Linked DNA regions of Sus scrofa: region 1 is linked to region 2. Evidence: chromatin contacts called from public Hi-C data. All regions are on one chromosome and are shown on one strand. The core of a region is the stretch at or near the end of the contact, and the rest is flanking DNA. Distances in the headings are between cores, read along the strand shown.

What was found. A called contact is a pair of places that touch in the nucleus more often than the background predicts.
Region 1: a contact with region 2 is called in a Hi-C map of embryonic fibroblasts, with 2.0 times the contacts expected there. The contact joins the enhancer-like site here to the promoter of CHST2 in region 2. A contact is called at or near these places in 2 of 5 promoter capture datasets (fetal liver and fetal skeletal muscle), 2 of 47 Hi-C or Micro-C datasets (embryonic fibroblasts and retroperitoneal adipose tissue) and 1 of 2 datasets of contacts at active chromatin or transcription factors (alveolar macrophages).

What each region holds. Positions count from the first base shown.
Region 1 is chr13:84,132,110-84,135,294 of Sscrofa11.1, forward strand. All of the region lies in intron 15 of SLC9A9 (sodium/hydrogen exchanger 9), which reads right to left. Among named protein-coding and RNA genes, the nearest start is that of CHST2, 320 kb to the left of the region's middle. Within about 2 kb of position 1,837, at least 14 of the 83 cell types and tissues checked have an H3K27ac peak or open chromatin away from gene starts, as enhancers often do. A contact at or near this core is called in embryonic fibroblasts and retroperitoneal adipose tissue, where this site is marked.
Region 2 is chr13:83,817,039-83,820,441 of Sscrofa11.1, forward strand. CHST2 (carbohydrate sulfotransferase 2) reads left to right here and starts at 1,614. Exons shown (of 2, transcript XM_003358597.4): 1 at 1,614-2,622; 2 at 2,729-3,403. The coding sequence starts at 2,911.

The DNA of each region.
Region 1 (3,185 bases), core at 587-3,086, 320 kb after region 2:
CAACATAACGGAGGAGGAGAGAATCCACTTTCAGCTCCCTAGTTGAGAACGCTCACCAGGCTCTCTCACACACAGGCAATCCCTGAGTTATCACTTTGGTGAAGCGCTTGCTACCCATGCAAATCCTAGAAGTGTTTTAAAAGCCACATTTTTCAAGTACCCTTTATTAACAGGGGAAAGAAAAACAGGATTGGAGTGGCAGGTGAGTAGAGACTAATGGAGGCTCACTTAGGTGTGACAGGCTGGGAGGGCACGCAGTGCTGTGCAAAGAAACCGGGTGGGTTTATGGGGCCCCTGAGGGTGGGAGCTGGGGATGAAGGACAAGGATTTTCCTACTTCGATTGGAAGAATGTTCTCTGAGGTTGCGATCCTTTGATTGTTTCCAGTACTTAAGCATGATCAACTGCCATTTAAGCTGTGTAAGGTATGACTAAGGACTCCGGTTACAGCTTTGAGGAAAGAAAGAAGTTTTTGAATCCTCTGTAAGCCTTTCTGGCTGAACAGACAGGTGAAAGCACGGTGTACCACAAGCCATCCTATAGGTGAACAGAGAAGGGCGGCGGGGGGCGGGGGATGGAAAAATTACATTTTGAGGCAAGGTTTGGAGTGATTTTATCATCACCTGCTTTCCATTTATGATATCTCAAAGTCACTGCAAGGTTCCTGCACTGCTTGTGTGGGTGCCTCCTAGCTGATGAGGTGAGTATTGTTTTCAGGTTTAAGCATTATAGTGTTAAGATATAACCTCATTTGCTGCTCTTTTAATTGCTGCTTTGTGATGTTTTATCTATTTTAATTACTGTTTTAATGTGCTGCTTGTACCCCGAGGTGCTGGTAACATTTTAAGAAATGAAGAACTAGATAAACAAATAATGCACAGGTGAAGGATCCCATTAGTCAAACCTGTAACTAAAAGAGCATTTTCTACTTGCCCAGTGTTGAGTGTTAATGAGCAATAGTCTCTCTTTCAAGTGTAAGGACTGAAGTGTGATGTTCAGACCTGGACAGACATGGAGCCTGGGTAGAAATGAGAGTGGAAGGCAATATTCCCAAAGGCTCCCTTAGTTTCTAATAACTAAACTTCATGCTATCATGTTTAAATTTGCTCTTACGTTCTCAACAAGTCTTTAAAAGTAACAATAGTGCTAATGAAGACAAAAGTATACATTTTCCACTTAATCCTAGCAGCAATTGAATTGTCGTTCTCTTGGCCAGGAAACAAATTCCACAGACCCAGTTCTTAACCTGAGTCATGTTACCCTTAGTCACACACTCGATGGCATTCCTTGGCTCAGTAAAGTAGGAAATGGATGGTCAGTTCAGAGTTTCCTGACCTGAAGTAGGTGCTGTAATGACATAATGCCCCTCTGCTCCCTCCATGGCCACGCCAAGATTTTTATTTCCGCATTTAAGCACAGGCAAGGTCAAAACAATAGATGAAATTTCATAAAACAGTAGTAGTTACGCCTAAATGTTTTTACTGACTTCCTAAAAACATGCTGGAATCAGCTCCAACTGCGTTTATAAATGAAAAAGGAAATGGAGTTCAACACCCTCACCACAAAATTCTTTGGTCCTGACTTGGCCAGATTTCCTTCCCGTAAACAGGGTCAAATGTGAGTCCAGCCAATTGTAAACTAAGGTCCTGATCTCCTGGAGCCTCATGATCAAAGATGTCAACGAAGCCACCACAAAGTCCTGATGCAACATCTTAGCATGGAGAAAGGCCAGGCTGATGATCAGCTCGGGGGGCCAAGAGCCCTTGGAGTGAATATGACTCGTGGAACAACTTTACCATGCCTCCTTCCCCTCCACCCAACGCGCGTGCACACACACACACACACACACACACACACACACACACACACACCACACACACACCCCTCTGCTTCTACAGACTCTCTCTATGGAGCTGGTACTGTGACTTTCTACTACTCTCAGATAGTTTTAAAAAAGAGTCCTTGGGTCACCTGTAATCACAGATATAGTCCCAGGCAATAACTATGTTCAGTAGCATGTAATAATATCAGAATCTGAATTCCACTGGAAGTGAGTTCCCCCCCTATCAGCCTGGGCCTGCTGCAAGGCATCATCTTTCTTTTGATTCTCCTGGTATTTGCTCAATGGAATGTGAGTAGACATGATGCACACCATGTCCAAGTAGAAGCTTTTAGAAACTCTGGGAGTTTCGGCTCCGTTTCTTGTCTTCTGCCACGAGACAACAGCACATTCCAGGTTCCAGGCTGCTCCATTAGCCTGGGTCTTAGAATGACAACACAGATGGCAGAGCTCCAGCCGACCTGCAGCCAAGAGGGGTCCAGCCTGGTTGGGCTGAAGCTAAGTAGAACCTAGGACAGTCAAGCAGACCTCCTAGCCTTTACATAACTTGAACAAGAAACATCTTTGTGGCTGCAAATCATTGACATATTTGGGCTACTGTCCCTGAAGCAAAAGCTGACTAGCTAAGTAGTAACACAAAAGGTATTTGGAAAATTAGAGGGAGTATGTCCTAGAATCCAGGTGAAGAAGGAGGTTGCAATTAAGAAGGAAGATCAACTGATTTAAAAGCTGTTGATAGCCCAGTAAAATTAAAGGTGGGGCTTGACCACTGGATTTAGCAACATGGAGGGGAGCATCGGACTGGAGAGAACAATTTTGGAAGAATGATGAAGGCCACAGCAGTATCAGAGGACATTCAAGAGAGAATGAGAGGTGAGGATTTGTTAATACTGAGAGTTGAAAACTCTTGAGGAATTCTGCAGTAAAGAACAGCAAAGAATGAGGCTATAGCTGGAAGGGGATGTGTGGACAAGAAAGATTTTTTTTTTCTTTTTTCCTTTTTTAGGGCCGCTCCTGAGGCATATGGAGATTTCCAGGCTAGGGGTCTAATCGAAACTATAGCCACCGGCCTACACCACAACCACAGCAATGAGGGATCCAAGCCGTGCCAGCAACCTACAACACAGCTCAGGGCAACACTGGATCCTTAACCCACTGAGCAAGGCCAGGGATTGAACCTGAAACCTCATGGTTCCTGGTCAGATTCGTTAACCACTGTTCCACAAACTCCGGAAAGATTTCTTGCTTTTACTTTTTTAAGGTGAGAGAATTTTTTTTCCCCTCTTTTTGGCTATACCCTCAGCATATGGAAGTTCCTAGGCCAGGGATCAAATCCAAGCAGCAGC
Region 2 (3,403 bases), core at 364-2,863:
AGTCGGATACCTTTACTTTGCACCGCAAGGGGAACTCACTCATCAGTCTTTTAACTTGTCAATATCCCTTTAGTTTTTTGGGGAAAGGACAGAGGAAAGAAGGGACAGGGCTAGAGAAAGCTCAGAAAGTGATGTGGGTGGGTCCAGAAATGGAGAGATGGTAAATCATTAAATTATCACCTTAGTTTGTAAATAGGGATTAAAAACGTCTGTCTGTCCTGACGCTACTTGAGCAAGCTGCATATAAAATTCCACCTCTACTCTTCTCCTTCTATTTGCATAAAATCTGTCCTAGAACCATCTCACTCTTACATTCTATCAGAACCATGGCGGTGGGGATGTGTGTGGAAATCTGAATTTTACCTACAGCATTATGCATTTTTCTGGCGAACAAGGCCAAGTCAAGGTTTTGAAACATTTTCTACCCGGAAGACTCATATGAATTAAGTCACTTTCTAAGAGTCCTAGCACTCCGAAGATTCTGTTAAGACTCACTGAAGAGTAGTAACGGCGCAAACAATAACATTTTAAATTTAGAAGGACATTCTGGCTGAGAGAGGCTGGCCCATATAGTACAAAGATAAATCTGCAGTAACTTTGTCAACTTCTAAAAACTCTTTTGGGACAGGAGGCAACAAAAACGCCTTACCAAAGGCCGATGAGCTTCAGGACCGGTAGCGATTCGTAGCTCTTCAGCCAAGGGCTCAAGTAAGGTTTAATTACCTGGGTATCTAACTCCTCTCACCGTTCAATTACTACTGTAGACGCTTATAACTGTCTTCATTTCGGGGATGAATTTTAAGCTACGGCTTAGCCTCTTCTGATGAAGGGGGGATGAGAAGAGAGAGAGGGGCGAGGGGGGAGGGACGGAGAGAGAGCGAGAAAGGGAGAGGCAGGGAGAAGAGAGAGGAAGAGAAAGCTGTTCCTTATTAAAAAAAAAGGCGGGGGGGTAATACTTAAACCAACTAAACACGATCTACTAAATATGATCCGACAACGGCGTTTCCTTTAAGGTCAAATCGCTTGATCTCATTTCTAAAACCAAAAAGCAAGACATGTATTTTACGGTAAATTAGAACAGAGTCACCCCTGATGCCCCATCACCCCAGTTCGTTCCCGAGGACATCAGTCACAGCGAACGCATCATCACGAGATGAGATGGGGAGAGCGTCTGCTGGGGGCGTAATAAGACCGAACAGGCTCTCTCCATAGGTGGAGTAAAGCGAGAAGAAGCCCCGCCGGCACACTCCTCCGGAAAACTGAAGCATCTTCTTTAACCTCGGGGTCAGAAAGATTTATTACTTCCTCGGTGAGCGAGAAGCCTCAGGCTAGTTGGAACTGACGAGCGGGGAGTGGGAACCTGAGAGCGACGCTCGGCGTTACCAGAGCTCTCCGGGGCGCGGGTGCGTCCTCAGTTCCCGGAGGGGCCCAGCCGTGCCGACCCGGGGGAAGAGCGGCGTGGGAGGCCGCTGCGGGATTTGTCCAAACTTTATCACCAACTCTTTCCGAGAGCAAAAACGGACGATTGAGCCCGGCAGCGGCGAGCAGAATCCAAGTTTCTCAGAGGTCGGGGCGCCGGAGCGCTCTTAACCCCCGAGTCAGCGCCCTGGCGCTCAGCACACGGACTGCTACGGCCTCCACCGCGCGGATGGCGGCCGGAGCGACGCCGCTATAAATTGGTCCCCGCATCTCCAACCCCCAAGGCGTCGGCGGCGGGAGCCGGGCGCTGAGTCGGGGGCGGGCGCGGGACGCGCGGAGGAGGAGCGCAGCGCGGTGAAAGGGGAGGAGTCCCAAGGATAGACGGTGGCGCGCACCAACCCGGCGCCTGCTGGCAGGAGCCGTGCAGAGGCTGGCCCGAGCGCGTTGCAGCCGCTCGGCGTAGGGAGAGTCGGGTAGCAGCATCCTCCCAGGCGCCGCTTTCGCGCGGCGGTGGCAGCGGCTGCGGCTGGGGCTTTCTCAGTCCGGATTTCTCGTTGGCCCGAAGAGGCTGGTGCCGGGGGGCGGGGCGGGCAAGGGAGCTGCGGACCCCAGCTCTTTTGCTTAGAGCTGTGTGTAGGGGATTTCTGGGCCAGTCGGAGGCTGCGGAGCGGCGGGGGCGCCGGCAATGCCCGCTCGGGCATCCTCTGGGTGATGGAAGAAGCAGCTGCTGCCGCCGCCGCTGCAGGGTCGCACTGCGCCCCATCTACAGCCTTCCGAGAGATGGGAAGATTCGGGGCGCAGAGGCCGAGAGCGAGAGAGGCGGAGCCGCTTTGCCTGGAGCTGGGTCCGGTTTAAGCCCCCTCCCCCCAACTTCCCCCGGCCAGCTTCACCCCCCCGCCCCGAGCGAGGAAGGAAGCTACTGTCCCGAGAGGGCGGCGGCGACGCCGCTGGAGCCGGTCGCAGTGGGCTTAGCGGAGGGCAGAGCAGGGCTCCAGGCCCGTTGAAAGTTTCCCTTCCCCAGCCTCAGGGCGCCTGCTGCCAGGAAACTCTGCCCAGGGCTTGGGCTGCGGATTCCCGCGACCCCCTCGGAGGCAGGGGACCCCGAGCGGAAAACAGCGCTTGAGAAATCGAGGAACGAGTGACAGCAGGACAGACAGCCGGGCCGTGATCCCGGGCCGCTCCGGGGCGCGCCTGCGGCTCCAGGTGAGCTGGGGAGCCAGGCAGACCCGAGGGTGGGCGTTACTTAGGAGGAGGTGGAGGCTGGGGAGGAGGATTGGGGAGCATCGACTTACTCCGCTTCCCCTCGTAGGTCCTTCTCGGAGCCGCTGCCATGGGAGAACCAACCCTAGGCGCCGGGGACCAGCCGCCGCTGCTGCCGTGCCCACCTCGGAGCCGCGGCCCAAGTCCCCGCGTCCGAAGCCGGGCCGCTGCGTCCCCCTCCCGGGTTGCAGGGCCGCCTCCGCCGCGCTGCCGGCCTGGGCTGTGCCTGTGATGAGCCGCAGCCCGCCGCGAGCCCTTCCCGCGGGCGCGCCCCCCCGGTTGCTCCCGGCCGCGCCTGCCGCCGGGCCGCGCGCCCTGCTCCCACCGTGGCCCCGGCGCCCGGGTCGCCGCTGGCCCGCGTCCCCGCTCGGAATGAAGGTGTTCCGCAGGAAGGCACTGGTGCTGTGCGCGGGCTACGCGCTGCTACTGGTGCTCACCATGCTCAACCTCCTGGACTACAAGTGGCACAAGGAGCCGTTGCAGCAGTGCAACCCCGACGGGCCGCTGGGTGCTGCGGCGGCAGGAGGTGCTGGGGGCGGCTGGGGGCGCCCGGGGCCTCCTCCGGCAGTGCCGCCACACGCGCACACCCGCTTGGACCCCCGTACCCCTCATCGCCCTCCCGTTGCAGCCGTCGGGGCGGCTCCGGCAGCCGGGGCGGGGGCTCCGGGGGCCGCAGCCTCTTCGGGTAATGGTACTCGGAGCAGCACCGGGGGCGGCGGCGGGG